Regions from separate parts of the Sus scrofa genome. Here regions 2 and 3 are each linked to region 1. Evidence: chromatin contacts called from public Hi-C data. All regions are on one chromosome and are shown on one strand. Each heading gives the region's core, a stretch centred on a gene start, on an enhancer-like site or on the middle of the called end of the contact. The rest is flanking DNA. Distances are from core to core; before and after follow the strand shown.

Region 1 (3,949 bases), core at 403-2,902:
CTTTGTTCTCTGTTCTTTCTTCCTCTGTGGCTCCTTCCACTGCGCAGCACACCCAGGAGCGGGGCTGGGGTCCTGGAGCTGAGGGGGAGGTAGATGTTCTAGGAGCTTCTTTATTTACAGCTTCTCCAGCCTCCTCCTCCTCCTCCACTGCCACACCTGGACAACCCTCCCAGTGTGACAGAGGAAAAGCGAAGGTGATTATGTCTTTATCTTCAGTAACTGCTTCTTCCTGAGATTCTTCCTCCCCAGGAACGTCCTGCTGGGCTCTCATCAGAAGGCTGGGGGACAGGGGAGCAGGAAGGCCATCCATAAATTCACTTCCGGGCTCTCTAGGGACGCGGGTTGCTGCTTCCCCACCACGCTCATCATCTGAAAGTCCCCAGGTTTCCAAAAGCAAACACTTGGCTTCCAGGTCAGGGTAGCTCCCCCAGGATGCTTCTTCATCCTCCTCAGTTGCTCTCCTCTCTCCAGGCTCTTCTTGTGGCTGGGTGGCCAGAGAAGCCTTTGTGTCTCCCTCCAGGCCAGGTTCTCCCGCGTCTGCCCTGGTTACTGCCTCCACTAGCCAGGGCTCTGGAGGGCCTGGGCCCCTCAGGTGGCTCCAGGCCCGGCTGAGAAGGCCCATCAGCGGGGACAGGAGAAAGGAGTGGGTAGCCCTCCAGGGGGCAGGCTGGTGGGGCACTTGGCCTGGGGCCATCTTTGTCTGCTGGGGAAAAGGGAGAAAAAAAAGGAAACGAGTTTAGAAGCCATGGAGGGAATAGCATCAGAGAGTGACCTTGAGTCATAGCAACACAAATAGTAACACGAATAGTAACACAAACAGCAACCAGAGAGGCCCCGCCCCACATTCCTTTCTCATCCCAGCCACACCCATCTCTGTCCCTAGTTTCCCAGCCTCTCTCAACACCCAAGAGTCTGGATCATCACTCATTCCTTCCTTAGCCCAAAGGGCTCCCAGCCCCATTTCCTCTCTGACCCATTAAATTCTAGTCCCAGGAAGCAAGAACACAGGTCCTCTGCTTGCTTCCTCTGGGGACAAAGTCCTTGTCCCTTGCCTCTCTCATCCTCCTGAGGATTGAAAAATTAGGCGCCCACCATTCTCCTCCTTCCAAGACATAAAACTTCCGATCCCTAGATGGTGCCTTCTGGCTCCCAGACTCTTCCTCTGTCCGGCTCAGGACTCTAAGCTCCCAATTCCTTCTCCTGCCTAAGTCCGAGCCCTCGGGTCCGGCCTCGTCCCACCTCTCCAGAAAAAGGAGTTCAGGTTCCCAGGAGTCCTTAGGGCACAGGAGTCCGAGCTCCGAACACCCCTATCTCGGAACTCAGAAGTTCGAGCTCCCTCCTCGTTATTGACCAGGATTCTAGTCCTCCGCCCCCAAACCCCTAGGAACCTAGATGTTCCGACCCCCTCAACTCACCAGCTCGGGATTGCGCGTCACCCTGGGGGCAGGAGCGTCGGCTGGGGCTGCCACAAGCGATCGCAGTTCCGGACAGCTCGGGAGTCCAGAGCGTTCATTTCGCCCTCCGGCGTCGGGCTCGGGGACTCAAATTGTCACCGGCTGCTGCAAGCGTTGTCACGACGAATGGGCGCAAGGTCACACGGAGAAACAAATACAAACACACCGGCTAGCCACTTAGGACGTAAGGGTTGACGCGGTCCTCAGCGCTTTTATACACAAACGCAGCCGGACGTGGTGACGTCAGGAGAGGAGGCGGGGTTTCGAATCGTAATCGTGATGGACGAAACGGAAAACAAGGTTGGACTTCTCGCGGAGATTCCGGACTTTATGACGTCACGGCGGTATTTCTGAGCGTGGCCACGCCCTGAAGCAGGCGAGCTGCCAATCAAACTCATGAACTGGTTAGGTTTTGAGCGCGCGAGCTCAACCTCTGTTCCAGGCAAACGCCGTTACTCCCCGCCCCCAATTTAGCCAGCCGGCCCCAGGCTAGAGTCTTCCACCCTCCAGTCCAGTCGGCTTCCTATCCGGTGTGGGAAGGTATCATTATTTCCATTTCACAGATGGGGAAACTGAGTCTTGGGCATGAAATCACTTGCCCAAGGGTGGGCACAGCGGAGTCTATATTCATTGCAAAAGAGAAAGAGAATGTGTAAGGCCCCTGAAGGCAGGCGCTTTTCTTTGCTCACTGCCTGCGTGACACATAGTAGGTGCTCAACAAATACGCGGTGAGAAATACTGGACCAAAACCTCAGATCCCGTGCCTATCTCAGGCACAAGGCGCCACTCCTAGGCTCCACCTACTTCAAATTTATACAGAACCTCCGCTTACACAAATTGAAATTCTAGCTGGGTATCACCAACATCAAGGGAGTGGGGGGGCGGTCTTTTGCCCCAAATTCCAGGCCTAAGGACATGGTTTCAGTCCCTGGCACCCCACCACCAACCTGGTCTGCAATCCTGTACCTCAAAATACGCCCAGGACCCAGGCCTCCCTCCTGAGAGGGCATCATCCTCAGTCTAGACCGGAGTTCTCACCTGGATCTGAGGTGGAGATTGCCACTGGCCACTTGACCCTGCTCTTGCCAGAACCCAGCAATCTGGGGGCCGCCCTCTCTTCTCTGGAGGACTTGGACCCATCCACTGCAAGCCACACCTCCAGACCCCAGCTCCATTCTCAAGTCCTGACTCCTGGCTCACATTTTGTCAGGTACCCAGTAGTCTGAGCCCCTACCCCTCCCTTCCATTCCCAAGGCGCCAATCACCCAGGCTTCCGATCACAACCTGCCCCCTCAGGTCCTGGAGTCCAGGCCCAGCTCCTCTTCTCCAAACATGTAGGAATCCCAGCTTCAGCCTTGATGGGACCCGGTCCAGCAGGGACCTAAGAGCGTGTGGGTGGATGGGTGGGGTGGAGGTGGGAGGGTGGCCCCCAGCCCCCAGCCCCCAGCCCCCAGCCCCTCCCTTCAGCTGTGGGGGCAGCTGAGCCAGAGGTCAGGCTGTGGTGGGGAGGCCAAGAGGGGCGGGGTCAGCGGGGATTGGGAGCCGGGACAGCAGCGTGGGCGGCTGGCAGGGGGAAGGAAAGACCAGCAGAGGGGAAAGAGAAACTGGGAGAGCAGAGGAAGAGAGACAGTGAGAAGGAGCGTCCGGGAGAGAAGGAAACAGCAGACGTGGAGGGCCAGAGAGAGAGAGGGCGAGAGGGAGGGAACAGAAGGGAGACTTAAAGAGATTGTGAGCCCAGGAGAGGATTTGGACAGAAACAGAAAGACTGGGACAGAAAGTGATATAGGGGGTGGGGGAGCTGCGGACGAGAGGGTGTGTAAGGGAGAGACGGAAAGAGACAGAGGTTAGAGACAGCGAGAGGGACGGGAGGGGAGATTGCAGAGAGAGAGACGGGATAGAAGGAAGGGAGAGGGTGAGGCAGAGACAAAGAGACGGACAGGGTGGGAATGAGCAGGTGAGCAAGGAAGGCTGTGAGAGGCAGCCCCTAAGAGGCAGAGGAGGGGGACTGTGGCTGGGGGGGGGGTCCCTGCACCCACACTGCCCTCTTGTGCCCTCTGGCCTTGGGACCCCAGAGCTGGTAAGTGCCCTGGCTGGGCTGGGAGGGGCTGCCAGGCTGTGCATTCTGGGTGCCCAGAGCCTTGGCAGGGTTGTTCTGGGTGTGCCTTTGGGGGTGCAGGAGACAGGTAGCTGGGGGCACCGGAAAGAGGCAGGGGATGGGGGGGGTCTTGAGCAACACAGTGAGGGTCAAATTCCTGGCCAGAGTGCAGGGGGCATGAATAAAGGGGCCCCTATTCTCTGTCTCGGGCTGTAGACAGCTGCCCCCCTCCCCACAGCTGCCAGCGCCGCCCACCTCTCTTGGCATCACTGTTGGTATGTGGTCTCCAGGCCAGGGCCTCCCCCAGCCCCCCAGGCCCCAAACAACAGGCTCTTTCTCCTCAGCCTCCTCCGACCTGCAAGCCCCTGACCCTGTCTCTGTCCCCAGCCGGGTCATCTGC
Region 2 (3,949 bases), core at 553-3,052, 170 kb before region 1:
CAGAAATTCCCAGGCGAGGGGTTGAATTATTGAATTAGAGCTGCAGCTGGTGGCCTACATCACAGCCACAGCCTCACCAGATCCAAGCCAAGTCTGCAACCTACACGGCAGCTTGGGGCAATGCCAGATCCCTCACCCACGGAGTGAGACCAGGGATCGAACCCACATCCTCATGGATACTAGTCGGGCTCATTTCCACTGAGCCACAAAGGGAACTTCTCAAACTCCAACTTTGTCACCTTTAAATGTCACCTCACTGCCCTCCCCTCCAGGAGCCATTGGTGACACCCCAAGGGCCTCCGCAGCCTCAGCCAGATGCCTCCTCTTGGCTCCCACCAGGCACAGTGGCATGTCTTTGGCAGCTCCCATCCTCTCGCCTTAGAATCCTCTTCCTCCCACCAAAGCAGAGGTTCCTAAACTTTCTGGACCACACTTCCATCTGCAAAAGGTTTTTGAGCACTCACCCCTAAATAATATGTCTATTTATACATAATTCAAGCCATCCTGCACTAATAAATTCATAATAATACGCATACCAAGTTAGGAATGTTGGTATTTCCCACACCCCAAAGATCATCTTGAGGACACCAGGAAGCCGGAAACCCCTTGAGAAAACATTGCTGAAGGCCAGGAGTCCCTAAGGGTGGCCACCGCCCAGCCACGGAGCACCAGCCCAGAGCCTGCACACACTAGGTAACTGCTACCTTCCTGGAGGAACCAGAGCTATTTTCCAGTGCTTACCATGTGCTGGGCACGTTCGGAAGTATCACAAGCATTAACTTGTTTAATTCGCGCAAGAATTCCAGCAGGTAGAGCCAGAGCCTGTTTTTATGCCCAGATGACGGATGAGGCCCAGAGAGGTGAAACGTTTTGCCCAAAGCCACACAGCACGTGTCCCAGCCGAGATTAGAACCCTAGCAGGGCCTGTGCTCTTGAAAATCATGCCCCCTTGGACGTGCGGAGTGAGGGTTTCTTGGAGGAGTGGACGAATGAATGAAACAGCGACAGTCGAGAGAGAAAAACAGAGAAAGTGACACCAGGAGGCGGAGACACACGGGAGAGACACGAGGAAGGAAAGAAACGGAACCCAGCCCTGGGGCTTTAACACGGACCCTGAGCGTGAGAAGGATTAGTTGGATGTGTTTGCAGAAGGACCGAAGCCCTCCCCGAGGGAGAGAGCCACCAGGGAACGCCCTTGGGAGTGTCTGCGGGGACAGGACTGGGGGAGGGGAGGAGCCGAAGGGCGGGGTCTGAGGTGGGCGGGGTGGACATCTGGGGTCGGTCCCCGGGTGGGCTCCTCACCCCGGATCTGTGGGGTCAACGATGAAAGTTGTGCACGTCTTCTTCTTGAAGATCTTGGGGATATAGCTCTGGGGACAAGAACAAGGGGTGAAGGGGAACCAGTTCAGTCCTAAGGGACACAGAGTGACTCACCCGCGCCCCAGCCTAGACCTAGGAGTCCAGGACCCCAGCGCCCGCCTCCCCCAAACTCAGGAGACTCGATTCCCCCCAGCCCCCATCTGTCCCCAAGGACCCAGGCGTCCGAGGCCCCAGCAGCCCCCTTCTTTGACCCAAGAATCTGGGTCTCCAGCGCCCTCCTCTCCGGGAACCAGGGGTCCCGGCCCCCAGCTCCCTGTTCCCTCAGACCCGGGGTCCGGCCGCTGTACCTGCTCCTTCTCCGCACCCACCATGCTGCTGCAGCCTCTGCAAACTATCCGACTCCCTGCATTCCCTCAACCAACCCGGGCTCTAGACGCGCCCGGGACAAACCGGATCCACTACGTCCCAGCCCAGCCTGGGCGGGGCCAGGTCTAGGGGGCGGGGAATCTCGGAGACGCGCAGAGCGGGAGGCGGGGCAAAGGGTCTGAGGGACCGGCAGGCGAGACCCGGGGAGAGGGGGCCGGGGACCCGGGGTGGGGGACAGGGACTCAGAGAGGAAATGCCAGTGATGAGGGAGAGGGCACACAAAAAGGGGATGGGATGGGGACACGAAGCCTTAGGTTGGGACAGGGAATCAGAAAGGGGGGACAGAGATTGGCGAGGGGCTACATCGACCCAAAGCGAGGGGGGGGTGCTTGGAAGGAAGTTGGCGGGGGCGGGGTGGGGGCGCGGCGGAGACACTCAGACTGAGAGGGAGAGACAGAAGCCTGAGAGTGAGAAGGGGACAGAATCCTGGGGAGGGGGACAGGGACTCCAAGAGAGCGGGTGAAGAAACAAGAACTGAGAGAAGGGAACCCACAGAGAAGGCTGGGAACCCAAAGAGCGAGGGGTGAGGACAGCAGTGATAGGATGAGGGGGAGGTACTGATACACAGGCAGGGCCCCCATGTCTCCTGCTAGCTCTCCAGGGACAGGGACAGCTGCAGCCTCCTGAGTAACCTGAGCCCCCTGCACACACACACCCCCTGCTGTATTTATAGCCCTGGCCTGGCCCCATCCCCTGCCCCCAGATCTGAGTTCCAGGGACAGGAGGTCATGGGTACGCACGCTGGAGCACAATTCCTCTCACCCCTGTCCAGGGCTTCCCTGTGGGCATCCACCATCTCAGCAAAGTCGCCCGTTCTGGCCGGAAACTCCCCATAATCTAACCCCCAATCCTTCCTTGGCAGGGGTCTCTCCCCTCAAATACACCCTTCCCGCTCCCCTCCTCCCATGGCCCGGGCTCCCCCCAAATTGGCCCACTGAAAATTTGACACCATTTTTGCAGCTGCCAAACCGGAACTTGTCGGCATTCAAAATCAAGTCCCTTGGCCCCCTCTCCTGGCCAAAGAGAGACCCCTTCTCTCACCCCCTCCCCAGCTGAGAGGAGAAAGAGCCGGAGGGGAGGGGCAGGCCGGGCCTAACCCAGAATAACTCCGGGCCGAAAGTAAATTTAGCCACAGAGAGGGGAGGGGAGAGACCCTATTGGCTGGGGAGCGGGAGGGAGGGGCGGAGGGGGTCAGGGGGTTCTGGAGATTGTCTCAGAGGGGTGTCTGGAGCCTGGCAGTGAGGGCCAGAGGGCAGAGACAGAGAGAGACACAGCAAAGGAAAGACACAGGGAGAAAGAAAGAGAAGGACCCCAAAGGGACAGGGACCCCAGTATTCATCGACATAGCCTCAGCCACAGCGGGAGCCAGCCCAGGGAGAAGCTCTGCTGCTGGTCTGTCCCCATGGGCCACCCTGGGCCATGGTTGCAGGCGTCTCTCCTCTGGGCTGCTGTGGCCAGCCTGCTCCTCCCCCCTGCTATGACCCAGCAGCTGAGAGGGGCTGGGCTGGGCCCCAGCAACTTGAACAACAACGCAGGCATCCCCGGGCCCACAGAGGACGCATCAGGCAAGTTCGGTCACTCCGGGCATAGCCATAGAAGCCATGGGGATGAGAACAGCGATGTCTCCACGGAGAGTGGGCATCATTTCTGGGCCTCTGGAGACCACGGAGAAGAGGAAGAAGATGTCTCCAAAGCAGCCCATCCCCGCCAAGGCCACAGGTACCAAGGCCACGAGGTGGGAGATGAGAACATCTCTGAGGAGGAGGGAACCACAGCGCATGCTCCGCAGGCGGGTGGGCACAGAGGCCGTGGGAGCAAAGACATGGATGATTCAGCTGAGCCCAGGCACCACTTCCCCAGCCATGGGAGCCACGGCCACCAAGACGAGGATGAGGATGAAATTGTGTCCAGCGAGCGACACCATCATATCATCAGGCATGTACGCCGAGGCCATGGAGAAGAGGAGGAGGAAGAGGAGGAGGAAGGCGGCATCTCCACCGAGTATGGACACCAGGCCCACGGGCACCGAGACCACGGGATGGAAGAGGACGAAGACGTCTCAGCTGGACGTCACCATCACGGCCCCAGCCACAGACACCGAGGCCATGAAGAAGAAGAAGATGACGACAATGACGGTGACTCCGCTGAGTACAAATATCAGACGCACGGGCATCAAGGCCACGAGAAGGAAGAGGATGGAGAC
Region 3 (3,949 bases), core at 553-3,052, 140 kb before region 1:
TGAAAATGGGATGGGATCCTGGAAACATCTCAAGAGGCTGGATCTCAGGGAGAAAGGAGGGAACTCCAGGGAGCCTGGAACCTGAGATGGGGATACAGCAGGGCTTCTTCAAGGCCGCCAGAGACATCCAAGCTGTTGGCCTGACATCTGGGGCCCTAAGAGCTAAGTGGCTAGGTTCTTGCGGGGAGGACAGAGTGGGGGGAACTGGATTCTGGAATCTTTGGGGAGACAAAGGACAGGAGATAGAAGTTTGGAGCCAGAGTCCTTGTTGGAAGGGAGGGCAGGGGTAAGATGGCTTTGGTGGCAGTACAGAAGTTGGGGTCCGAACTCCTGGATTCCCCGAGGGGAGGCAGGACCAGGGACAATGTGTGTAGGTCTCCAAGGGGGAGCGAGAGAATTACATTAAGAATTGCATTCTGAGTCCCTGAAAGGGAGAGAGTCATGGCGCCTGAATCTCTAAGGGGGCAGATGCTGGGGTGCCAGGAGGCTGGATATATTTGTCTGAGGGTCTCTAAAGAGGGGAAAGGCTAGGAAACTAGATTCCTAGATCCTGAGGGGGTGAGGGCTACCAGCCGGGGGCCTTTCGCCAGAGGAGGTGAGGATTGACAGGGCTTCCAGAGCCGGGTGGGAGCTGGATCCCCGGATGCCAAGATCCCTAAGGTGGACCAGGCAGGAACATTCAGAAGCTCTGACTCCTTAAGAAGCAGTTGGGGTCTCTGAAAGCTGGGGTGCTGAGGATGGAGCTGAGATCTTAGCCAGCAGAACCCTGAGGCCCCGGCGCCCAGGTCGGGGAGGGCCCGGGTATCCCCGGGTCAAAGGCGCGGCGGGGGGGATCCCCGCGCTGCCGGCGCCCCCTCCCCCGGCGGCGGCAGCACCAAGAGATGGGGGAGGCGAGGCTGCCGAGAACGGTGACCATGGACAGCTCCAGAGCGGGCCTGTGTCCAGGGCGGCCGCCAGTCCGGCCTGGACTGAGGGACTCGGCCGGCTGTTCAAGCCGGAGGACCGGAGATGGGCAGACGGGGTGCACCAACGGGGGACTATGCGGACGCGACGGGGGGGGCGTCCGGCCCTAGCTGGGGGAGTCTGACACAGCCGCGGCCGGTGTCTGGAGCTGCCAGGTCTGGGCCGAGGAGGAGGATCTAGGTCCAGGGGGGTATCCAGGGCTGAACTGGGAAATTCAGGCTCCTGGACCCCGGAGGAGGCACAAGGCGGAAATACGCCTGGGATTCTAGGGTTCTGCTGGGGACTCTGAGAGCCGGGAGGGGCATGCCTGAGTCTCTGGGTTCGGGCTGTGATATCTGGGCTCTGAGGTCCCCGGGGATGAAGAAGGGAATCCAGGTTCTTGGGAAGGTGGGGGAAGCTCGGTGAGGGGTCCCCGGGGTGGGCGCTGCCAAGCGGGCCGGGCTGGGCTCTTACCTACCTGGTCCGCGGCGGCTGCGGGCGGAGCTGGGCTGCAGGAGGGACGTGGGGTGGGGTGGGGGACCGGGCGGGGCCCCTGGCGGCGGCCGGGGCCCGGATCTGTGGCTCCGGAGCCCTGTCTCCGCCGCTCGCGCGGGCTCCGCGTCTCTTGCTCCGGCTTAGGCGCTGGGGACCCCTCTCCCCTTCACGGTCTCGCAACCCTCTACCCCCTAAAACAGCCCCCTGCCCCTGTCACCGTTCAGCCTCCCCCGCGAGGCCGCAGCCGCCAGATCCAGGGGCGCTCACCAGCGCCCCCCAAATCCCACCTTCCCCCGCCAAAAAATTCCTCCTCCCTCCTCCCCCAACCAGCTCCCAGGCGGTCATGGCCCCTTTAACAGGAGACTGACAGACGGCGCCGAATGGCCAATGAGAGGAGGTGTTGGCGCCGGCCGGCGGTTAAACCCCGCCTCCACACTGGCTGGGCGGGGCCGCGCGGGCGGTGAGCGGGAGGCGGAACTCAAGGCGCGTGGGCCAATAGGCACGCGGCGTGAGGCGGCTGGGGCGGGAGGCGGAGCCCGGCAGGGGGATGATGTCACCTGGAGCGAGTGGCGCGCGGCGTGGAATACGAGTCGCGACCCTGGATTCCGGCTCTGGCGCTCGCCGGTCCTTACCCCGCACGGGACAGGAGGGTTGGGCGGGCGGCGAGGTGGGAGTAAAGGATGGGTTTTAAGGCGCAGGAGGCTCCCGGAGACACGCGTTTGGGTTGGAAGATGGGGTGAAAGCCGGGTCGACGTGCACCTTTTTCTGCACCCCTTGCGCCCGCCTCGGGAACTGCACGTGGCATCCCCCACCCCGCCCACGCAGACGATTGTAGGGCCGGCAGGGCTCCCCCGGCGGACTAGGCTGATGGTTCGCTCCGCCCCGCCCACACCGAAGCCGCCCACTGACTCGAGCAGAGTTTTAGGACTCTTCTGTCCGACCAGTTACGGAGGAAGGGGGCTTGGCCCCTGCCCTCAGGATCTTTGAGGGGTAGGGGCTACTGTCTGCCGACCCCCGCACTCAGACCCCGACTGGGTCCCAGCCGCCGTCCTTGGACTTGTCGCTCCGAAGCCGACCTGGGGAAAAGTCTTTAGCTCTGCTCTTAGAATCTGAAAAGGTCTTCAGGGTCTAGTCTCCACCTCAGCTTCTCTCCCTCCCCATCTCCAGACACTCAATCCCCCGATGCAGGACAATCACAGACACTCAATGAGGGTCAAAGATCTTTAAATAAGGAGCTGGTGACATAAATACTGTACAGGGGAGGGGGTGAGGGTCCAGATCTGTGGTTTCAGCCTCGAGACTCCAAGGACCTGCAAGGAGGGTGAAGAGAGGGGAGCCAGGCTCAGGGGAGGGGACCTGGGGAGGCACTGGGACAGAGCCAGGACTAGGGTTCCCGAGCCAAGGACCCAGGGAAGGGGGTTGAGGGATTCCAGAGAGAGCAGGCTGCCGATCTCGGGATGGGAGCGAGCTAAGGATCCCCAAGGTATTCAGTTCAAGGAGCTTGGGGTGAGAGCCTGGGTCAAGGGTCAGAATCCCAGGGAAAGGAGCCAGGGAGGTGGGAGGGGGTGGGGGTAGCAACCAAGGTCTCAGAAATCATTGGCTTGGTGTGGGAGTGTGGAGGTAGGGGAGGCAGTGAAGGCCCCAGGGGTATGGTGGCAAAGGGCTCACGAGTAGCTCTGATGTTGCTGGCGCCGGCGGGCAGAGCGCATCTTCTCAAAGCGAGCCTCCATCTCCTCCAGTACCCGAGGGGTGTAACGCACCACCAGCTTCACAGAGCCCTGGGCGGCCTTCAGCAGCTCCACTGCCTTCTCGTGCTGCTCACCCTCCACGCTCTGCAGGGGCCGTGCAGACAGCTGGGCCTGGGGCCTACCACCCTCACCCCCGCCCCCACCCTGGAAATGAGACCAGCTGTAGGTGAGCCTGGTACCAGCCCCAAGACACCAGGTCCTCATGTCCTCATGGGAGAGTCACTAACACTTGCCTTGACGTCCTTCTCCCAAACCTTCCAAATGCCCCATATGCTCCCAGTCACGGAGCCGGACTGCAGGTTCATCTTTATCCGCTCCCTCCCCACAGCTCGACCCAGCCCTCCTGGCCTGACTCCTCTTCTTTGTCCCCACCACCAGGCCCCAGCTCAGGCCTCGTCCTCTCCCCAGTGGACGCTCACCCTCCTTGCCCTTCTGGCCTCCAGTCTCTTTCTCCAGTCCATCCCCAACGAAGCCACAAAGGACAAAGGGGTCTTTCTACAACTCGAGGCCGAGCATACCCCTCCCCTAGTCACAGCCCTCCCACTGGTCACGAGGAACCCTTGGGACAAAGTCCCAGCTTCTCAGGCTGGCCCCAATCACCTGTCCAGTTGTGCTTCCAGCTACTCTAACCACAGTGATTTGCATTGTCTGCCCCAGCCTTCTATCAGAACCAAGCCCCTTCTCTTCGGCACATAGGAGTGCAGAGTCATGGCCCCTACCTAAAACATCCCCAGCCAGCAACACCCTTTTCCCCTCTCATTTGC

What was found. Hi-C and Micro-C count contacts between places; a contact is called where the count stands out from the background.
Region 2: a Hi-C map of embryonic fibroblasts shows a contact between it and region 1, with 2.2 times the contacts expected there. The contact joins the promoter of TRPM4 here to the promoter of PPP1R15A in region 1. A contact is called at or near these places in 3 of 47 Hi-C or Micro-C datasets (embryonic fibroblasts, heart right ventricle and liver) and 2 of 2 datasets of contacts at active chromatin or transcription factors (alveolar macrophages and skeletal muscle).
Region 3: a Hi-C map of liver shows a contact between it and region 1, with 2.5 times the contacts expected there. The contact joins the promoter of PPFIA3 here to the promoter of PPP1R15A in region 1. A contact is called at or near these places in 1 of 47 Hi-C or Micro-C datasets (liver) and 1 of 2 datasets of contacts at active chromatin or transcription factors (alveolar macrophages).

What each region holds. Positions count from the first base shown.
Region 1 is chr6:54,169,741-54,173,689 of Sscrofa11.1, reverse strand. PPP1R15A (protein phosphatase 1 regulatory subunit 15A) reads right to left here and starts at 1,652. Exons shown (of 3, transcript XM_005664689.3): 1 at 1,416-1,652; 2 at 1-703. The coding sequence starts at 694. It overlaps PLEKHA4 (pleckstrin homology domain-containing family A member 4), which reads left to right and starts at 3,029. Exons shown (of 21, transcript XM_013998606.2): 1 at 3,029-3,531.
Region 2 is chr6:54,340,627-54,344,575 of Sscrofa11.1, reverse strand. It overlaps TRPM4 (transient receptor potential cation channel subfamily M member 4), which reads right to left and starts at 1,802. Exons shown (of 24, transcript XM_021094712.1): 1 at 1,668-1,802; 2 at 1,303-1,370. The coding sequence starts at 1,691. It overlaps HRC (sarcoplasmic reticulum histidine-rich calcium-binding protein), which reads left to right and starts at 2,938. Exons shown (of 6, transcript XM_003127287.5): 1 at 2,938-3,949. The coding sequence starts at 3,149.
Region 3 is chr6:54,311,834-54,315,782 of Sscrofa11.1, reverse strand. PPFIA3 (liprin-alpha-3) reads right to left here and starts at 1,802. Exons shown (of 30, transcript XM_005664703.3): 1 at 1,421-1,802. It overlaps LIN7B (lin-7 homolog B, crumbs cell polarity complex component), which reads right to left. Exons shown (of 6, transcript NM_001244232.1): 5 at 3,106-3,269; 6 at 2,645-2,747. The coding sequence ends at 2,726.